7 separate regions of the Mus musculus genome follow, and regions 1, 2, 3, 5, 6 and 7 are each linked to region 4. Evidence: chromatin contacts called from public promoter capture Hi-C data. All regions are on one chromosome and are shown on one strand. The core of a region is the stretch at or near the end of the contact, and the rest is flanking DNA. Distances in the headings are between cores, read along the strand shown.

What was found. Promoter capture Hi-C pulls out the DNA fragments that hold promoters and counts their contacts.
Region 1: a contact with region 4 is called in a promoter capture Hi-C map of liver, with 4 times the contacts expected there. The contact joins the promoter of A930017K11Rik here to the promoter of Tmem204 in region 4. A contact is called at or near these places in 5 of 39 promoter capture datasets (embryonic stem cells, liver, pre-B cells and 1 more) and 1 of 115 datasets of contacts at active chromatin or transcription factors (pancreatic cancer cells).
Region 2: a promoter capture Hi-C map of hippocampal neurons shows a contact between it and region 4, with 4 times the contacts expected there. The contact joins the promoter of Rhbdl1 here to the promoter of Tmem204 in region 4. A contact is called at or near these places in 6 of 39 promoter capture datasets (the 3T3-L1 cell line, HPC-7-derived erythroid cells, cranial neural crest and 3 more), 3 of 115 datasets of contacts at active chromatin or transcription factors (bone marrow-derived macrophages, embryonic limb bud and pancreatic cancer cells) and 1 of 9 other capture datasets (macrophages).
Region 3: a contact with region 4 is called in a promoter capture Hi-C map of liver, with 4 times the contacts expected there. The contact joins the promoter of Capn15 here to the promoter of Tmem204 in region 4. A contact is called at or near these places in 3 of 39 promoter capture datasets (liver and stem cell-derived epiblast-like cells).
Region 5: a contact with region 4 is called in a promoter capture Hi-C map of the HPC-7 cell line, with 8 times the contacts expected there. The contact joins the promoter of Ciao3 here to the promoter of Tmem204 in region 4. A contact is called at or near these places in 8 of 39 promoter capture datasets (the 3T3-L1 cell line, the HPC-7 cell line, embryonic stem cells and 4 more) and 1 of 115 datasets of contacts at active chromatin or transcription factors (pancreatic cancer cells).
Region 6: a contact with region 4 is called in a promoter capture Hi-C map of liver, with 4 times the contacts expected there. The contact joins the promoter of Rab40c here to the promoter of Tmem204 in region 4. A contact is called at or near these places in 2 of 39 promoter capture datasets (both in liver) and 1 of 115 datasets of contacts at active chromatin or transcription factors (pancreatic cancer cells).
Region 7: a promoter capture Hi-C map of pre-B cells shows a contact between it and region 4, with 4 times the contacts expected there. The contact joins the promoter of Fbxl16 here to the promoter of Tmem204 in region 4. A contact is called at or near these places in 15 of 39 promoter capture datasets (the 3T3-L1 cell line, 3T3-L1-derived adipocytes, the C10 cell line and 9 more), 1 of 115 datasets of contacts at active chromatin or transcription factors (bone marrow-derived macrophages) and 1 of 9 other capture datasets (macrophages).

What each region holds. Positions count from the first base shown.
Region 1 is chr17:25,951,235-25,953,934 of GRCm38.p6, reverse strand. A930017K11Rik (RIKEN cDNA A930017K11 gene) reads left to right here and starts at 1,370. Exons shown (of 3, transcript NM_001358019.1): 1 at 1,370-1,944. D630044L22Rik (RIKEN cDNA gene D630044L22 gene) reads right to left here and starts at 2,463. Exons shown (of 7, transcript NR_152187.1): 1 at 1,177-2,463.
Region 2 is chr17:25,835,858-25,838,557 of GRCm38.p6, reverse strand. It overlaps Rhbdl1 (rhomboid like 1), which reads left to right and starts at 1,431. Exons shown (of 8, transcript NM_144816.1): 1 at 1,431-1,570; 2 at 1,986-2,147; 3 at 2,365-2,589; 4 at 2,665-2,700. The coding sequence starts at 1,532. Rhot2 (ras homolog family member T2) reads left to right here. Exons shown (of 19, transcript NM_145999.3): 19 at 1-101.
Region 3 is chr17:25,984,610-25,987,309 of GRCm38.p6, reverse strand. It overlaps Capn15 (calpain 15), which reads left to right and starts at 1,436. Exons shown (of 12, transcript NM_001347334.1): 1 at 1,436-1,839. 1700022N22Rik (RIKEN cDNA 1700022N22 gene) reads right to left here and starts at 1,480. Exons shown (of 2, transcript NR_166913.2): 1 at 1,274-1,480.
Region 4 is chr17:25,079,802-25,082,501 of GRCm38.p6, reverse strand. It overlaps Tmem204 (transmembrane protein 204), which reads left to right and starts at 1,388. Exons shown (of 3, transcript NM_001001183.1): 1 at 1,388-2,238. The coding sequence starts at 1,959. All of the region lies in intron 18 of Ift140 (intraflagellar transport 140), which reads right to left.
Region 5 is chr17:25,772,491-25,775,190 of GRCm38.p6, reverse strand. Ciao3 (cytosolic iron-sulfur assembly component 3) reads right to left here and starts at 1,415. Exons shown (of 11, transcript NM_026238.4): 1 at 1,304-1,415; 2 at 50-145. The coding sequence starts at 1,369. Gm41550 (a long non-coding RNA gene) reads right to left here. Exons shown (of 3, transcript XR_876684.1): 3 at 2,647-2,700.
Region 6 is chr17:25,918,412-25,921,254 of GRCm38.p6, reverse strand. Rab40c (Rab40C, member RAS oncogene family) reads left to right here and starts at 1,541. Exons shown (of 7, transcript NM_139154.2): 1 at 1,541-1,603; 2 at 1,706-1,890. The coding sequence starts at 1,749.
Region 7 is chr17:25,807,743-25,810,735 of GRCm38.p6, reverse strand. It overlaps Fbxl16 (F-box and leucine-rich repeat protein 16), which reads right to left and starts at 1,637. Exons shown (of 6, transcript NM_001164225.2): 1 at 1,350-1,637.

The sequences.
Region 1 (2,700 bases), core at 121-2,620, 870 kb before region 4:
GTTTTTGGTTTTGGCTTTGTTTGATTAGGTCTCTTCCTCTCCTCTCACTCAAATTTCTAAAAAGGCCTATAAAAGGTGGTACTGCGGGGCATGTGGGCCCTCCACTTCCCTCCCACTTTTCCCATTCTGGATATCTATCTGTCTCACTTCTCCGGGCCTCCATAGAGCTGGCCTAGGCAGTGATCATCCCTAGGGCTGTCAACCTCATAAGTGAGATGCCACATGGCAGACCTCTTGGTTTCTTCCACAGGCCACAGGCTCAGTCACCTGAGCTACACCGGGCTTTACTCCCTGGATGCCAGAGCCAGGCCTCCTCTGGACAGTGGTCACATCCTCCAGCCTGCCCCTATTGGCAGACAGCCTATTCCCTAATTCCCAAAAAGAGGATCGCTAGAGTACAGAGGTGTCCTTGAGAAAAGAAAAAGGGCCATGCCTAGTGTCCCTACTCTCCTTGTCTCACAGTGACCTGACTCTGCACTCATTTCTAGTTAGTGCCCATGAGGAGCTGGTCTTCTGGCCCTAGGACTACTGGCACAGTGGCCATTCAAGCTGTCTCCCGGCCCCAGGCCACCTGCATGGTCAGCTGATTAGCTGAGCCAGGCAGGCAGAAAGGAGCATGCTGTACAATTCATACGTAACACCACTTCCAGCTCTGGATGTCCCTCAGTTGGGAGTGGGCTGCCTTTGAGGAAGGTGGCATGGAGACAGAAGGAAACTAGACTGGAGAGGCCCTGCTCCTTAACCGGCAGTAACCTTTGAGCGTTGGCCAACAGCTGAGCCCTGGCCATTATGTCTGCCACACAGACATGGGACCAGAAGTACTGATGCTTGTTGCCCTGAACCCTATGACTGCCCTGTGTACCAACCCAGAATCCCTAGAGAGATTTCACTTCTTCCACAAATCTCAACTGGGGAAATCCTAGGAACCAGTAGTGAGCCTGGACGAGCCTTAGGGTCCCAAGAGTCTTTGGACCTCAGCCTCCACAGGGCAAGCCTGGGGCAACAATCACCCTTCTATGCTTGAAAAACCATGCAGCACACCTCTGGGCTAAGTTATCCTCCCCAGTCACAGGCTGACTCCAGAGAGACGGACAGAGACAGACAGACACACAGAGACAGAGAGAGCAGGAGGGAGGGAGGGAGGGAGCCATGCCCACATGCACCCCTGGAACTCACCAATTACAATTACGCAAATTTCCCTGGGATCTGGCTAGAAGTGTGAGCCCAGATTTTAAGTTTTGACAACCCAGGAGCAGTTCTGGCCATGAAGACATTACAGGGAAGGGAGTTCCAGCATTCACTGTGTGCTCGGCATTCCAAACCCTCCTGGGTCCTTTGTCACCCCATAGCCCTTCCAGGAGAAGCCACCAGTGGGGATGAGGCCCTTCCGATAGTGGGCACTGGCACTGGATCTCCTAAAGCAGGGAGGAACCTCTTAGGACGTGAAGAGTGGGGGCTGGGAATGGCAGGATGTATCCAGGGGTAGGGGTGTCAGTGCATAGTGACCATCAGCGGGTAGAGCAAGGGGTGTGGGAGACGCCTCCTGTTTGGAGTAAAAGAACTACATAGGCTCCCTGGCTTGCCCAGTGGAAGCTGGCAAGGAGATATAGACTCCACCGCCTGAGCTCCGGGCTTTGGCCTCTCCTAGTCCGCTCTGGAGGCTCCCTGTCCTAGGGTTCAGCCCCAAGGCCCTGATTTGGGTGGGCAGGCGGCTGTCAGGGGCCAGAGCCCTGACTGATGCGTGCTGACGCCCCCTCTTGCCGCTGCGGGGACCCGGGAGACTTGGCTGCCTCTACGCACCCCCGCGGCAGCCTGCAGGCGTCGGGGGCGGGGACGGTGCCAGGCGCCCCTCACTCGGCCCCGCACCTGCGCGCCACTCCAATCTCTTGCGGCACTGTGGCGGGTCCGGCCTCGCTCCCTCCAGGAGCAGTCCCAGCGCGTCCGGTGAGTGCGCAGGGCAGTGTGCTAAGAGGTGGGAGTCGTCTGCGGCTGAGAGTGTCCCGCCTCCCGCGCCCAGCCCGGTCGGAGGTCGCTGCGTTTGGAAGCTCGCGCCGTGGCGCACGCGCTTCTCTGCCAACTTTGGTGGGCGCCTGCGAGTCGGCGTCGGGGAACGCGGGAGGAGGCGGCGGCGCCGTGGAGTTGCCGCCGCTTCTAGCTCTGGACCTCGGTTACCCCGCGGTGTTCGCAAGTAGGAAGTTTGACCCTTTGCCTGGCGCACATTTAGCAGACGCCGCAGGCTCGGTTCGGCGGACGCGGTAAGGTGAGCGGGCGGCACTTCCCGCGAAGTTGGGGCTCCGGCTCTGGACGGATGCATAGAAAGGGCTGCTTGTGATCCCAGCACCGTGAGGGCTCGTCAGGGCGGCGCCCGCAGCGGGGAGGCAAAAGAAAGGTGTTGGGGTCCCAGCTATCCTCTTCAGCTCCCGCGCTCATCCCTGTAGGACACTGAGTCTCAAGAGGGTCAACGGATAGGTGGGCTGGCCCTTCCAGCTATTAGTTTTCCAGACCAGGCACGCAGCCAGGGAACCCATGCCAGGTCATTAGTTGGGGTTGGGGCTGGGGCCGGGCAGGATGAGTGTGCCTTTGTGTATGTGGGGGCTAGTGTAGGGATGTGCCCTGTGTTGGACCAGTGCCCAGCATCCTCTGGGTCTTGGAGAGGTCAGCACCTCGGGTGCCTGGTCTGGAGGGAGGCACAGGAGGAGC
Region 2 (2,700 bases), core at 182-2,681, 760 kb before region 4:
TGGGTGTTGGAAACAAACCCAGGTCCTCTGCAGAGGCAGCAAGTGCTCTGAACCACCAAGTCCTCTCTCCAGCCCCATAAAAAATGGCTTTTCAATCGCAATGTGACTGCTGTTTTTGTGTGAGTTGGAAATGCCACCTGACCCTTCTGAGACGTCTCCCCTGTGTCCTGGTTCCCATTCTGTGGTCTCACTAGTCATGCTGATTAATGGCTACGGAAGGTCCAGTTAAGGGGTCTGCTGTCTAGTAATGCCAGCATCCATCAGTGTCATGGGGGTGGGGGTGTGTGTGAGAGGGCTCCTGCTGCTTCTCTGGGAACATTGCTTCTGCTGTTGGTTCTTCATTGCCCCACACTCCACACAGCCCAGGCAGCCTGCCTGGCTCTGCTGAGAACCTGGGCTTTATGTGTAGCCTGGCTGTTACAAGCAAGGGCCAGCCATAGATCTCAACCTGGCCAGAAGCTGAGTGAATGATGGACTCGGAGTTGATCCTGTGACATGACCTCCTACCACCAAAGACACCCAAACAGGAATCCATACACTCAACGAGTCACTTGGGTTGGGTCAGGTGGGTTCTCTCTGCCCCAGAATGTCCACAGAACAGGGATCCCTGAAAAATGAGGCCTTTGCCTCCTGCTCCAGTCCCAACCTACTGGCCTGCCGTCCCACTGAGCATCTAGGCAGGCTGCTTATTGTAGGCAGCTGTATTCCCTGTAGAGGCCCATCGGGCAAGAATAACTGCCATCCCATCTTTGCAGTAGCAGATTGTTTTGAATGATACTTGGGGGGGTTGCCATGGTTACACATCCTATTGGTCTGTCACCTTCACTGTCCTCAGGAGCACACCCCCTCCCTTATCCAAGCTGCAGTCAGTTCTACCTTCACGTGGCTATTTGTGGCTCTTCCTGGCTATCCCCTGTGCCTTCTTGACTGGTGTTTTTGCACTGGAGGCCCTGCTATCTCAAATCCAATTCAGGGATGTTTGGTTAGAGCTTCCAGCCTTGGCCATGAATAGGGAACCTGGGGCTTCGTTGCTGGAACAGTGCAAATAAGGACAAGTGTGTCTACTGAAAGCAGCTCCAGCTCAGGAGAAAGTATGATGGGAGCAACTGGACCTTGACATTCTGGGGATGGGTCACAGACCTATTTTTAGTAGAAAGAAAGTATCCTAGGGAAGGTAATAAAACAGGCTGCCTAAGAGGGTATTGGGTGCTGCAGGCTGCCAGCTATGGCCTACTGGGAGAAGCTTCTGCCGCACGTGGTGCAAGAGCTGGACGCAGGCAGTGGTTCTGGGTCGAGCTGTTCGGTGGGGGACGATCTACCCAGGCAGTGCGTCGAGTTGGGGCCGCGCGTGCGCGTGCAGGATATGCGCGTACTCTGGCTGTGTGCGCGCTGGGCTGGCATCTCGGTGACGCTGTCTGAGCTCGGGGAGCGCAGAGCAGAGCAGGCGGAGCGGGCCGGCCGGGGCGGAGCGGAGCGGTCCGCAGAGCAGCCCCTCCCGGCCTCGGCCGACCCCGGCCCTCGGCCCGGCTCTATGGACAGGAGCTCGCTGCTGCAGCTCATTCAGGAGCAGGTGCGTGGTGGGTGGGAGCTGGCACTGCCTTGGCGCCCTTCCAGCCGGTGAGGGGTTCGGGGGAGGGACCATGCTCGCAGAAGGCCCAGGCAGCCGCCTCCCAAACCCCCCTCCCTGCACGACCTTGGTCTCTGAGACTCCCGACCCCAAGAAAGGTCTGGCTTCATCGGGTTTCCACGGAAAGCTGGGGATGGAGGGTGGTGGTCCTTGGACCTAGGTCCTTCCCCTTTCTAGGACTGGTAGAGCGAATATGAGGTGGTAGAACAGCCAAACCAGGCACCTTGCCCTGCCAGGGCCTGGGAACAAGCTGGTTCTAGCAAACAGGCACTGACTGGCACAAAGGTCCAGCCTTCCTAGCCAGCCTAGCTCAGCCCTGTGGCTGGGAGTTGGCCCACCCTCTACTCCCCCACCACAGCAGCTGGATCCTGAGAACACAGGCTTCATCGGTGCGGACACCTTCGCTGGTCTGGTACACAGCCATGAGCTGCCCCTGGACCCCACCAAGTTGGACATGTTGGTGGCTCTGGCTCAGAGCAACGAGCGGGGCCAGGTCTGCTACCAGGAGCTGGTGGACCTGGTCAGTGCCATGGTGTGTGGGCAGCAGGGGAGGGCCCAGGCCTGGTCAAGCGCAGCACCCTGACCAAAGCTGGGTGGGCACACAGCTTTTTACTGGGTAGGGCTTACAGACCTGGGCAGTGTGGAAGACCCTCAGACCATTAGCAGCCACACAGCCAAGTAAGGTAGGGTTCCACAGGAACAATACTGTCACCTACACTAAGGTTCCTGCCCTTCAGATCAGCAGCAAGCGTTCCAGCAGCTTCAAGAGAGCCATTGCTAACGGACAGCGGGCACTGCCCCGAGACGGACTGCTAGATGAGCCAGGCCTGAGTGTCTACAAGCGGTTTGTGCGCTATGTGGCCTACGAGATCCTGCCCTGCGAGGTGGACCGCCGCTGGTACTTCTACAGGCACCGCACCTGCCCACCCCCTGTGTTCATGGCCTCGGTCACTCTTGCCCAGGTGGGCCTGCCTACACATTGCCCTGGGGCCTCCTGAGTCCCTAGTCTTGACCAGCCCTAACACTAGTGTCCCCAGATCATCGTGTTCCTGTGCTACGGGGCACGTCTCAAC
Region 3 (2,700 bases), core at 187-2,686, 900 kb before region 4:
TTTGTAGCTGTGGCCCCAAAACTATGAGGAATAGTGTTGGGTCCCATCTGCTCAAGAGTCAGGGTGGTTGATCTATGGCTTCTGTCCCTGCAAAGCTCTCTCTGCCCTTCTTGACCTCTGCAGGGTGTCCTGTGGTCTGTGCACTCAACAGGGTGTCTGTCTTCTGGCCCATACTACACTAGCATAGATCAGGGCTCAGCCAACCTGGGATGATCCAGCTTTACCTGCTGTGTGATCATCTTACTTAGTGCAGTGATACATCATTGCACTAGTGATGACCCGTAGTGACCAGAGATACTGTCCTGGATCCAGCTTGGCCATTCTCCTGATCATGGGTATCACCTACTGATGAATGAGCAGTGACTTCACCACTGTCAGGGGGCTCAGGAAGACAGCCTCTGCTCCTCTCCTCTTGCCAAAATTTGGTGTCTTCCCCATTCAGGCATAGGTGTCCCCACAGCATCCTGAATTCAATGGCCAGTCTTTAGCTTTCTAGCTTCTGGAGCATGAATGATTTCCCAGAAACATTATCTGTAGTCTCTACTGAGCCAGACTCAGGTTTTCTGGGTCCGGGGGCAAATAGTACCCAATCTCTCACACAACATTCAGAGTGCCGGGTGTCCTTTTGCTATGTGCTATGTTTTTTTTTGTTTTTTGTTTTTGGTTTTTGGTTTTTGGTTGGTTTTTGGTTTGGTTTGTTTTGTTTTTTGAGACAGGGTTTCTCTGTATAGCCCTGGCTGTCCTGGAACTCACTTTGTAGACCAGACTGGCTTCGAACTCAGAAATCTGCCTGCCTCTGCCTCCCGAGTGCTGGGATTAAAGGCGTGGGCCACAACGCCCGGCTAGCAGCCTGATTCTTAGTTAGCTTTCAGTTGCAGAGGACAAGTGGCTGGAATTAAGTTAATTCGGGGGAGCCAAAGGGCTCTAATGGGAAATAGCTTGGGGGCTCTTGTGAACATAACTCAAAGGACTGCCTCAGATGCCAGTGTTTCTCTAGAAAAAGTGACGTGCCTATCTAGCACTCGAGTAAACACAGACCTCAGATGGAGTAACCTCGGAAGGAGCAGTGCCAGCACGGTTGCTGCTTCAGACCGTTGGGAAAGAAACCAGAAGTCGCTGGAAGAGGTAGAAAGCAGCCAAGGCAGCTAGGTTGGACTGTACCACCTACTGCCCCAACGCAGCAGACAACCGGTTCAGACCTTGTACAAAATCACGACCCAGACTCCCGACATCTCCCCTGGCGCAGTAACACTCGAACCCCGTGGACGCCTACCGGAGCCCAAAGCCCATCTTAAGGGGATCCTGGGAGCTGTAGTCCGTTCTCTTCCCGGATCCAGCGCGCCACATCAAACTAGCTTGGGAGTACCAACTGCATCCGTGAACTGAGCGTCTCCGGTCACGTTGGGAGGGCGAAATCTCAGGGAAAGAGTAGAGGGTAGGACCATTCATGGACTACAATTCCCGGCGTGCCTTGAGCCGCGTCGCTCTGCCCTGTGGGAGCCGTAGTCCCGGCTCCGGGTTCCCAGTGCCGCGTGCGCCCCTGACGCGCTGTAGCCTCGGGCCCCGGCTGGGCGCCACGCTACGGAAGCAGCGTAAGGCGTAGCGGGTAGGCCGGGCGGGACGGCGGGCGCTAGCTACGGAGGCGTTTGTAAGGTTGCCGGGCCGAGACGGATCTTCGCGGCCAAAACGCGCTAAGCCGGCGGAGCATCGCGGCTGGCGCGAAGGGGCCCTTGGTGCCCTCCGGTCGAAGTTGTGGGTCAACCGACTGAGGGCCGGCACTAGGGCCGCGCCCGCCTAGACCGATCGCGAGCGCTGAGGAGGCGCCGCCGGCTCGCTAAGGTGAGTTCCACGGTAGGCGGCCGGCCAGACGGCCTAGGACTCGTAGAGCTCGGCCTCAGGGCATCAGCCGGGATGCTCCATGTTTGTCCTGGGAGCAGTAGCCTGGCTTGTGGTGAGCGGGAAGGGGAGGGGGAAGCGCGCCGGAGGTGTGGGTCACTCGAGGCCAGCCTAGGAACCTCAGACGCAGGCGACCCTCGGTGCCTGCCTGTCCTTGAGTGCCCTCTTGTCCGGGGCTAAGCGTTGGCCCACTGTACGAAGGTATAGGTCGTGGGGGCACTGTCTGCAGAAACCTGCAGCTGCCTGGGGCGGCAGCAAGAGTAAAGCGTCCTGTGTGCCCCCTCATCCCACACTTCTGTTTTTGCGGGCCTGTCAGCAGGCCGAGAAAGTTACAGAGCAGCCCCTTGACAGCTGCGGGATTTTCTTTTTGTTTTCTGAAAAAGGGGCCCTTCCACGTCTGATTTGGGAACCCTGTTGTGTGGCCAGATGGTCCTTGCTAGGCTGGCTCTTAGGGTCCCTGAGTACAGATACTGAAACAGGACCGCGAAACACCTAGCCTCGAAAACAGGATAGATACCTCCTGAGTTTCAGGAGAACCTGAGAGCCTACCTGAGTGTTTGCTGCTGACCCTGCAGTTCAGCAATAAATCAGGAAGAACTGCTACTCAGTAAGAAACTGTGAGATTACCCCTCCAGTGGCAATTTCCCCTTTCCCAGTCTGGAGAACTGCAAGTCACAGATGTGGAGCTTGCCTCTTGAGTTTCTCCCTGCTTCCAGAGTCTAGCTGTCAGGGATGCGCTCAGGACCACAGTTCTGCAGTCTAGGGCAATTGTGTCTTGCTGAACAGTAGCTTGCCTCCATGGGG
Region 4 (2,700 bases), core at 139-2,638:
ACAAACTTGAGGGTGAAAAATCATATTATTCCTCAGAGGACTTACATTCTCAGAACTGCTGACAGTCAAAAGGCTGGACAGAGACAGAGTCCTTGCCTTTTGGAATGTAAACTTAAGGAGTGCCAGGAGCCTGACTATATATGGGAACGTGTGATTGAAGGCAGCCACACTAGGAAGTAGGGGGTGGCCCAGCATGTCAGTTCATGAAGACAGGAAAGGTCGGTTCCGGCCTGTCCCGGCCAGTGCACTAGTCAGCACCAGGCTGTCCCAATCCTGCCCGGTGCGGTGCGGTGCAGTACGTGTGTTTGAGATGGTTCAGCCCACAGCTCCTGCGTTCTTGTGTTCATTTATGCAGCTCTGGAACCCTGGTGGGAGGCTCTGGAGGCGGGACACAGTCTCAGACCTGGTGGCTTTTATTTACCAGAGCTGAAGCGCTATGAGGAAGGAGAGCAAATGTACAGTCGCTCTGTCCAGCCTCAGGGGAGCGAGCACTTTGCTAGTAAGCAAACTTGGCTGCTCAGAAGTCACATCAGCTATCCAGCCTGCTTGGTGGCACAACCCCTTACAGAATCCCACCTTTTCTTGCCAGCCCAAGAACAACCCCTTGCAGAGGTTCCTCAAGGTTCCCCTTCCTTGTAAGGTCTGAGTACACTTGCTCCCTTGAGGTGAATGGATCTCTGTCAGCAGATGGTGGCCTGCCTCAGGTGCCTCTACACCTTACTCTGTCCTGCCATTAGTTCCACATGTTGTGGTGACCCCCAACCATAAAATTAGTTTGTTGCTATTTCACAACTGTAATTTTGCTATTGTTATGAATTCTAATGCAAATATCTGTGTTTTCTGATGGTCTCAGGTGACCCGTGTAAAAGGGTCATTTGACCCCCAAAGAGGTCATGACCTACAGACTGAGAACCACTGCTTTAGACATTGGGGATTCACAGCACCTATCATGCCTTAGGCAATGGATGGATGGATGGATGGATGGATGGATGGACACCTAGTCCCTGAGGATTCTGCCTGCCCGTGCTGTCTGCAGCATCCCCTGGTCCGGGACCTAGCACAGCTGGCTAGGTTTGACGGCAACAGGTAAGAAGATGAGTGTCCTGGCTGGCATCCCTGACTATTCCTATGGGACAGGAAGATGGGGAGGGGCAGCCAGTGGTGGGCTGGAGCAGGCCTCTGAAGTCTCCCCAGGCCTTTCCCATCAGGAAGCACATCCTGTTAGTGTCTGGCTCTGTGGCAGGGCTGCTATTTGTTGCAGTTGGCTACGCCCTCCTGCTCACCAAAAACAGCCTCAAAAACAACCATTTCCTCTCTGCTGAGAGACAGGGAAACGGGAGCTCACACACATACGCGCATACACATGCTTCCTTGTGGCAGGCGTTCTGCTTTTCAGGACCTGCCATTTGTGGCAGAGATACCAAGACGGGATACATAGCAGAGAGGTGGCCAAACCCACACTGCGTCCACAACCCTGTTCCTCCATCAGACTGGCTCCCACAGCCCGTTCTGAGGCGCGTAACCTGGCTGATTCCCACGCTGTGCCTGCCTCCCGAGTTGCTGTCCATTTTCCACTGCTGTAGGCAAGAGGCACTGTGGACACAGCCTCCCTGGCCTCTGTTCCAAAGAAGACGACCCACTTACAACTCTGGATTCTCGCTGGTGCAGCCAGTGCCCCAGATTTCTCCCTGGAATGGGTCTTGGGGAGACCAGCTTCAGCACAGGCTTGTCCCTGCTCCAGGCTCAAGAGGCAGGCTAAGACAGGGCTGTGAGTAGCTCTCTTGGACCCGTCCCATGGGCGACATCCTCCTGTGCCGGGCTGGAGCTGCCGCATAGCTTCCCAAGGATGAGTGCTGATGTCCTCTAGCCACCCCTAGCAGCATCTTGGCTTTCTCTGGATGCACAGCGGCTGACTGGGACTTGGAACTCTCCGAGATAGACAGTCCTGGAAGTCAGAGATGACTCTCCAGAAGCTTGTGGCCACCGCTGTGCTGGTGGCCCTGGTCTCCCTCATCCTCAACAACGCAGCAGCCTTCACCCCCAATTGGGTGTACCAGACGCTGGAGGACGGACGCAAGCGGAGTGTGGGGCTGTGGAAGTCTTGCTGGCTGGTGGACAGGGGTAAGGGAGTCACAAGCCCTGGGACTCGAACTGGGCAGGTGGACACCCATGACTGTGAGGTTCTAGGATGGGGCTCGGAATCAGCAGGTTTCCAGGAGTCCCGAGGCACCGTCAAACGTAAGTCTTGTTATTTTTCTGTCACCTTCCAGTGGTTAGGTGAGGGGAGGTTGTGTCCGTCCATGCTGAGGGTGGCAGCAGGGAACCTGCACCTCCTGCCCACCCTGACAAGCAACGCTACAGAGCTCCACTGTTCAGCTTAGACTCTGTCTGTGGCTTCCTTCACAAGAAGTCACTCCCGTGGCTGGAGGCTCCTTCTCTGCCATTACATGTGGCTGAAGGATGAAAGATGGGTATCCTAATCAAAGCAAGTCATTTTTCCTTGGTTAGAAAGAAATATTACTTAATAAGGAAAACAAGAAGTGTGAGAACATGTGGCTGAGTTCTGTCTTAACGGCTGAGGTGGTCAGGGCCTTTCGGACAGTGCAGGAGACTCTGGCTGGGATGTCCGGGAGACCAGAGGAGGCACAGAGCAGCAAAGGGCAGAGTGTTACCTCCCTGACGCCCATGGTGGCCTTTTCC
Region 5 (2,700 bases), core at 166-2,665, 690 kb before region 4:
GCCACCGCCAGCCCCCAGCAGGGATGTGGTGAGACCTCAGGGTCCTTACTTGGTTCACTTGGAAGTAACTGCCATCGTCTTCAATGTGGATCTTGGCTATGCCACTTCCTGGCTTCTTAGCCACCTTTACAGGCTTGATGCAATTCTACACCAGGAAAGACCCCACACCAGGCTCTATTAGGAGAAAGCAACTTGGACGGGGGGTGGGGAGGGTGGGGAGTGGGGTGGGGGGCTGGGTATGGAGGGCCTCAGGGATGGTTGGCTACCGGCCATAGAGTGAAGCTCACCACCGAGGCCAATTCTACCACCTTCCTGCCACTGAAGCCATGCTGAGCTCTGGTTGCCCACCCTTCTCTGTACAAGGTGAGGAGAATGCCATCAAGGCCACTCTTTCTCCAGAATCACCATGAAATCTGCTACAAACTCTATATGCAAGCTAATGCAAGAAGCCCTGACTAGCCTGCCCTTCCTACGTGCACATAGCAGCACACCCCCGGAGATCAGAGTGTCAGAGGCCTGGCCAGACAGGAAGGCTTTCCTTGGAAACATCTAGAGGTCACCTCCATCCCACGACCACAGATGAAACTCCATGTCTCTCCCCTTCTCTTGGACATCTCCTGTTATCGCTTCCTGAACCTTGGTGGCTTTCCAGAAAAGGGCCAGTCTCGGGTAAGATGGCCCAGTTCATCCTGTCCGTGTGGCAGCTCAGCCCGTCTTTTATGGGTCATGGGACTTGGCTAGCTCTGGAGACAAAGGAAGACCCAGCAAGGGCAGCAGCTCCTGTTTTCAGGGCGGTCTGTCTGTATCCCTCTCTCTTCCTCGAGGCAACGTCAGGAACATTAGCTGTGGCTGTGGCCCAAGTGGACATCAAACCTGTCCCTTCAACATGGTCCCTGTCCACAGAGATGACAACTGGCTCTGAGAGAGGAGTGGGAAGGGATATCTCACAGGTGTGTGGAGGCTAACTCAGCCCCACCATGTCTCTGCATCACCAGCTGGGTGACACTACTACAACAGTAACTTAAGATCACATAACAACAAGTCCCCCCACCTTTTTTTTTTAAACACTAAACCTGCCTGTCACCACTAAACACTCCCATGGTCCCAGGGATCGCTCCGGGCCCAGTAACCGCGTTGTCTGGCCCTCCCTGGCCTCAGTTGTCTGTGTTTGTGAAAAGGGAACTAGACTGACTGAGGCCCTGGGTCCTGGGCCCTGGGAAAAGACACAGACGAGAGAGGTTTCCCGAGGTGCACGGCCAGGCTCGGACCCTCCTCCTGCCCGACTCGCCCTTGGCCGGCCCACCTGAGATGGCCCGATGAAGTCGTCCAAGTCGGTCAGCTGTAGTGCCCCACTGAAGGGCGACGCCATGACAGCCTCACTGCCGCCGAGTGTCACACGGGGGTGTCGCAAAATGACACCAAAATGACATGCAGTTCCGCCACTCTGCCGGAAAACGCAAATTCCAGCGCATGCTCATTTCTCTCCGTCAACAAGCTTTGAAAAGCGTGCGCGCCCTCTGCCGGCGGCCTTGAGCGCTCGGCCCAGCGGACTCAAGCTGCAAGTTCCACAGCACAGCGTTCGGTCTCCCTTGCGTCCCTTGGTTGTGGTGTAGCAGGGTAGCAAAGACAAATAACGCAAAGAATGTAACTAGAGACTCAGAGTCTCTCCCGCTTCCCGTAGGGGTCGGAATCCGGATTTCATTCATCACCTTGACCTAGCAATACTCAAGGAAGGTTCCAGATGCAGTGGGCAGGAGAACACAAAATTAACTTTGATTCACTGGAATGCCTTGGAATGGGCTTACCAAAAAATGAGATAGACAAGTGCTGTTGAGATGTTAAGACTGGAGTGTGGGAGAACATTTACAGAAGCAGGTTCTTGGACTGGACCAGGGCCAAAGGACAGTTTCTGTTTGCCAGGAGGATTCTTGTTTTAAATTGGATATTTTCTTTATTTACATTTCAAATGTTATCCCCTTTCCCAGTTTCCCTCCCTCCCTCCTGGAAACACCCTATCACATCCTCCCTTCCCCTGCTTCTGTGAGGGTGTTACTCCACCCACCCACCCTCTCTCCCCTCCCCTCCCTCAAAGTCCCCTACACTGGGGCATCTATCAAGCCTTCATAGGACCAAAGACCTCTCCTCCCATTGATGCATGACAAAGCCATCCTCTGCTACATATGCAGCTGGAGCCATGTGTACTCCTTTGTTGATGGTTTAGTCCCTGGGAGTTCTGGGGGGTCTGGTTGGTTGATATTGTTGTTCTTCCTAAGGGGTTTCAAACCCCTTCAGCTTCTCCAGTCCTTTCTTTAATTATTGAGGACCCCGTGCTCAGTCCAACAGTTGGCTGCCTAGCATCTGCCTCTGTATTTGTAAGCCTCTGGCAGGGCCTCAGGAGACAGCCATATCAGGCTCCTTTCAGCATGCACTTCTTGGCATCCACAATAGTGTCTGGGTTTGGTAACTGTATACAGGGTTGCTGGGAGGATTCTAATGCTGGAAGGAGGGTGATACATAGATCCCTGGAAATTCAAACTCACCACCACCACCACCAAACCCAAGTCTATTAGAACAAACCCAGTGGACGGCTGGCAGATGTGAGGCATATCCAAGGCCCAATAAGAGAGACAGAGCAGAATGGCCTGGAACAGTAGAAAGAATGAAGTCCTGGTGTAATGTAGGTGATCCCTGAAGACATTA
Region 6 (2,843 bases), core at 292-2,791, 840 kb before region 4:
GAGGTCAGAGGATAACTTTCAGAAGTCATTGCAGCCTTTCCCCCTGTTAAAATGGGCTTACACCAGGCCAGGTAGCTCTTGAACTGCTGGACAAATTCTCCTATCTTTACTTCCTTTCTTTCTTATTATAGGAGCCGGAGCTAGATGGAGATTACAGATGGTCAGTCACCGGAGGGAGATCGAACTCATACTGTTAGGCTTACAGTGCAAGAGCGTTGGTCCCAATCTATGTTTACGGTTTTTTTTGTTTTTTGTTTGGTTTGGTTTGGTTTTGGGTTTTTGAGACAGGGTTTCTCTGTATAGCCCTGGCTGTCCTGGAACTCACCCTGTAGACCAGGCTGGCTTCGAACTCAGAAATTCGCCTGCCTCTGCCTTCCGAGTGCTGGAATTAAAGGCGAGCGCCACCACGCCCGGCTTATGTTTTACGTTTTAAATTTTTTGCTATTTATGTGACTTGTGAATGCACTCTTAACCAAGAACGCTGTCCGTGGCCCTCCAGCCTTGGAGCTGGCCGACCGAGTGTGCACATGCAATGCGTTGCCCATCCTGGAGTTCACCGGGCCAACGCTGCTCAGTCGCTGGTCCAAGCCCTCAGGATCCGCTTTGGGAAGGATGTCCCCCACAAGAGACAGCTCAGAGGTGGACTTCAGCCGCCATCCTTGTGCCAAAACACTCAGTAGCGGCCCCGCCCACTCCGCAGCCAGGAGGAAGTCCCACCCCTTGGAACAGCCCACAAGGGAGAGAGGCTTGCCCCTCCAGGGCGAACACTAAGTGGCTGTCCCCGCCCTGCCCTCAGGGAAGGCGAGCCCCACAGTGTACGACGAACTTTGTTACTTCCCTTCTGGGTCTCTGTGAGAGCGGCCGGCCAACGCAGCTTGATAGATAACCTGCCCCCTTCCAACACCCTCCTCCCGGGACTCAGCTGAAGCAGGAGTTATCTCTACCCTTCCGCTTGTCCACGAGGGGGGAAGGGTAGACTTGTGTAATGTTTGACTCTTGATTGGCCCGAATTAGGAAAGGGGTGGGCCTAGGAGGTTATGATCGATGTTAGATGGCACAAATGCCTTAGCAGTAGTAGCCAATGGTGATGACGAGGGGGCGGGAGGCCAGGATGTTGCAGGTCGGTGCCCGGCTACTATGGCTCTGAGGCATCCTGCAGGAAGCAGTAGGGGTTGGGATGGACATGCAAGAGCAACCAATGATTTCGGAAAATCAGTGGGAAGTAGCCAATGGTCACAGCGAGGAGGCGGGGAAAAACGCCAGCCTCAGCAACACTGTGTACGAAATAGCGGGGACGGGACTTCAGTGATAGACAAGCATGTAGACCAACAGAAGTGAGAAAGAGGGTGGCAGCGGGCCAGTAGCAGTGGCGAGTGGGCAGGGCGGGGCGACCGTGGGCTGGGCGGCACCTTGTGTGGGGCGACGTGGGGGCGGGGCGACCGTGACGGCCAGGCTGCCAGGCCAATGGCCCGGAGAGGGCCGGCGGAGGGTGGCCAATGGCGGCGGCGCATCCGGGGGCGGGGCTGCGGGGCTGCGCGGTGCCGTGCGGGAAGCGGCGGGTGGCGGCGGCGGCAGCGGCGGCGGCGGCGGCTAGGAGGCTGAGGTGAAGCTGGCGGCAGCGGGGCGGGTGCACTGGGGGCGGTGGCCAGCGGGCGGGAGCATCAGCGTCCTGACCGCACGGCCGCTCACCAGCCTTCGCCCGCAGGTCTGGCGGCGGTGCCGTGGGCCGCGGTGCGGCGGGCGGGAGGATGGGCACCCAGGGCAGTCCAGTGAAGAGCTACGATTACCTGCTCAAGTTCCTGCTGGTGGGCGACAGCGACGTGGGCAAAGGCGAGATCCTGGAGAGCCTTCAGGACGGCGCAGCTGAATCCCCGTACGCCTACAGCAACGGTAGGCCGGGGTTGGCTGTGGGCGCGCGAGGTGGGAGCGGCCTGTCGCGGGAGCGGGCGGCCTCTGCGCGTGTCGCTGCGGTATCCTCTGGCCCTGCCTTGAGGAGCCGTCGGCAAGCGGGCGCGGGTCCTGGTGGCTACTAAGAAGTCACAGCAGCAGGTCTTTGGAGTCCATTAGGGCCTGGAATGGGCCGCGCGGCAGATACCGCACGACGGGCCCGGTGCTCACCGCACTGCCGCCGGAGGGGTTTGCTCAGAGACACCGCACCCTGTGCAGGGAGAAAATAGGTCTGCTGCGATGTGATTTTTGTTAACTTCCGGGTGCATGGCAAAAAATACACAAGGTAGATTGCATCACTGGCACTTGCCTGAGCTTGCCTCTTAATTTAGATATTTAAGGTAAAATCGTAGCTAACAGTGGGTGGGATTGGATCACAGGGGCTGCTGACTCCGGAGGAATTAATGTGCAGTGGGCCTGTCATCTTATATCACTGGACTAATTCTACCTTCCTGGTCGCTTCCCGAGTCCCTTTTACTCTGCTTTTTTACTTCATTCTCTGGGGTCTTGTTAGCCCTGTCTTACTGCTCTGAGTACTGGCGGTCTGGTAAATAACAGCTGAGTGTGTAGGTAAGACATCTACCACTCTTAGCAGTTAGGACTTGTCAAGGGTGATGACTGCCAGGACATCAGTGGAGGACCCTTCCTTTTGAACAGTAGCGCTGGATCTTCTCTGTAAGTCCTCCCCAAGCACCTCTCAGCTTCAGTTCACAGCAGGCATCTTCAGCGCAGGAAAGGAAGAGTCATGGTTTTACTTTGCAGGGTATGTGAAAAGACCTCTGCACAGCCAGGCAGCCTTGACTGGTATTTAACTGGGCGTCCCAGGGTGACAGCCCTGCTCAGAAAGGCTTTGGGGGGTTACCTTTCCAATGGGGGAGTGTGGGAAGGGCTGGGCT
Region 7 (2,993 bases), core at 388-2,887, 730 kb before region 4:
AGCCCCTTCTAGTGCCTCTGAAATAGAGAGCCCAATCTCTCAGGGCTACCTAGATGCACTTGTTTTAACTTCATCAGTGCGAGACGGGACCTGTTCAGGTGTATTTGGGAGAACAGGTGAGTGCATACGTGTCCTGGACTTACAGTATGGGTGACTGGGGAGGCAAATAGTGAGGGTGGCAGGAAATGAGGCTGCTGAATCTTGGGCTATCTCAACATCACCCACGTTTTCAACCTTGACTTTCCCTCTCTTCTCCCAATGGCTCCCAGCCCGGCCCTCAGGCCACGTCTAGGCAGGAAATCGAGGCTCCACCATGCCTCTGACCTGATCTAGGCAGCCCCTAATCATCCAGGCTCCTGTCCCAACACCGGCCCCCCCCCCGCCCCTCCCCCCTGCTGCGATGAGGCTGCTGTCCAGCACTTCATCAAAGTGTTGGGCTGGAACAGAGGGTCCCGTGTCCCGAAGGGGCAGCAGGGAGGCCTGAGAAGACCCTGGTCAGTGGGCCCTGGGACAAGATGGCAGTGGAAGTCGGGCCTCCAGGAGGGAGCAGGTGAAGTGGCATCTGCCATCTGCTCCTGGGAGGTCAGCTGCTGGCTCGGGCTGGGAGGGGCTAGCAGGAGGGCTGCTAGGCCAGATCCAGGCCTCAACAGTGCAGCCTTCTCTCCTGGGATGACGGGTGGGGAGGATCCCCCACTGACTAACATCCTAGAAGGACATGGAAGCCCTGCTCAGCAATCTCAGGATGCCCATTCCCCATTTTGAAGCCTTCCAATCTTGGCCAAGGCCCATTTTCTTTTTCTAGAACCAAAGACATGCCAGCCCACTCCCTGGTATAGAGCTGTGGGCGGCAGCTCTATACCAGCTCATGTCCAGAAGGCGTCCAGGACCCCTAGGCCACATATCCACATGGCTCCTCCCTTTTAATTGTATCAACACCTGTCACGTCCTCCAGTCCGCCGGAGGCTCATAGGGCTGGAGTGGGGAGAGCCCAGAGCCAAGCCAGAAGGAGTGGGGGCTGACGGCCTGCAGTTCCGCGTCCTCGCAGCCACCGTGCTTCCTCTCAGCAATTCCGTGGTACGGAGATACAGCCTGACCGCGCTGCCGGTAGCGAGCGGGGCGCAATCAGGCCGGCCACTAGGGTTAGGGGCTGCGGAACCGCTGGCTCAGCGGCCGAAGGGTGAGGTGGGGAAGGGGCTGCGATTACGTAAGCCCTGCTCAGGCGGCGGCGGCCGCGGCGCAGTCCCAAGTCCCCACCCCGCCCCCTCCTCATTGTAGCCTTCGCGGAGGCAGTGGCTCGACCTGGACCCTCCCCTCCCCGCAGCCTGGCCGCGCGCGCACACACACCTTACCTCGGCCAGGGCTTCTGGCTCATGCCACGCTGTCCGCCGGGCGACCTCGCGTCATGGGGAGCTCAGCACCCGAGCCGCCTAGCGCGGAGGCGGCCGAGGTGCTGGACTGGCTAGCAGGGCCCGACTGCGCCCCGCGCCCGGCGCCCCGCGCCAGGGCCCTCTCCGCAGAGTTCCGAGCGGAGCTCCCCGGTGGGAGAGGATCTGCCGCCCTGAGCCTCCCACCGGGGAGGCTGAGGCTGTGCCCAGATAAATAAGGCCGCTTTGCAGGGAACCCGGCGGGCGCCTCCTCCCTCCCCTTCCCCTCCTCCCTGCGCTCCTCCTCCGCGCTCCTCCCCGCGCTCCTCCGCGGCCGCCGCCGGCGCCGCGCGTGCCCCCCGCCCGGCCCTAAGAGCCGCGCCCTCGCGCGCTCCCGGCGTCCGGACCAATCCGGGTTCTAGAGCCAGGCTGAGGTGTCGAGAATCCCCAACCCCGCCCCGCTCCTCTCCGCGCGCTCCCGGTGCGGTACCGACGGGCACGCGCCAGGCGGCAGCACCCGCTCAGCGGCCGGTGTTCGCACAATAACAAACCCCGTAGGCCGCGCGGCCGAAGAGCAGCTTCGAGTGTCCCATCTGCACAAAGTGGTGGCGACCCAGAATCTTGCCAGCTGAGGAGAATTGCGGTCCTTGGCGCGAGCGGTTGGCAGTGGGGTTCCGGATCCTGCGCAGATGCAACTGGCCCTATGTGCCCTTGCTTGGATTGCCACCTGTGAGGGCGAGGAAAGAGAAGCCGAGTGGAGACATCGACATCGTCGCACCTCCACACACACACACACACACCCTCCTTATGGCCCCTAGGATTCATATCCCTTCCGATCCTGTTGCGAGTCAGGCAGAAGAATCCCTGTTCTGGGTGACATAGTCACACACTTGCAAGCAAGTGACTAAAGCAAGCGTCAATGAAAACACAAGACAGTGGAGTGATAGTGGGGAGGGGTTACTTCTGACAATGTCACAAATGATCTGAGACGCCCTCTCTGTCCCCATAGCACTTGGTAGGAATGGTTCGAGAATCGACCTGCCTTATGGAGTTCCACAGGTTCGCTCTGAGATGAAGTAGAGGTCAGGTGGTGGCAGCCTGTATGGACCAGGGAGGGTGGTTTGTGTAAAAGGACCCATTAAGGGCTGCTGGAGAGCCAGACCTCTCAGCAGGCTAAAGGGACCCCAATCTGGGTCTCTCTTGAGACCAGAAACAGCAGATGTTGGGACAGCAGAGTAGCGTCTTGGAAGAGAAGGAGCTTCAGGGTGGAATGTCCTCAGATGAGACCAACTGCTGTGGAGATGGGAGGTCTGTCTCCTGGGAATGATGTGAGGCCTAGGGGCAATAAGAAAGGGAAGTAAGCTGTATCCTAGCTGGTGTGTGTGTGTGTGTGTGTGTGTGTGTGTGTGTGTGTGTGTGTGTGTGTGTGGTGTATGATCATATATGTGAAGGTGCAAATAGAAGTTAGAGGGCAGTCTCAGGTATTTCTTAGGCAGTGTGTGTGAGTGAGTATATGTGTGTGTGTGTGTGTGTGAGAGAGAGAGAGAGAGAAAGAGAGAGAGAGAGAGAGAGAGAGAGAGAGAGAGAGAGAGAGAGAGAGAGAGAGAGGAGAGAGAGACTGATATTAGA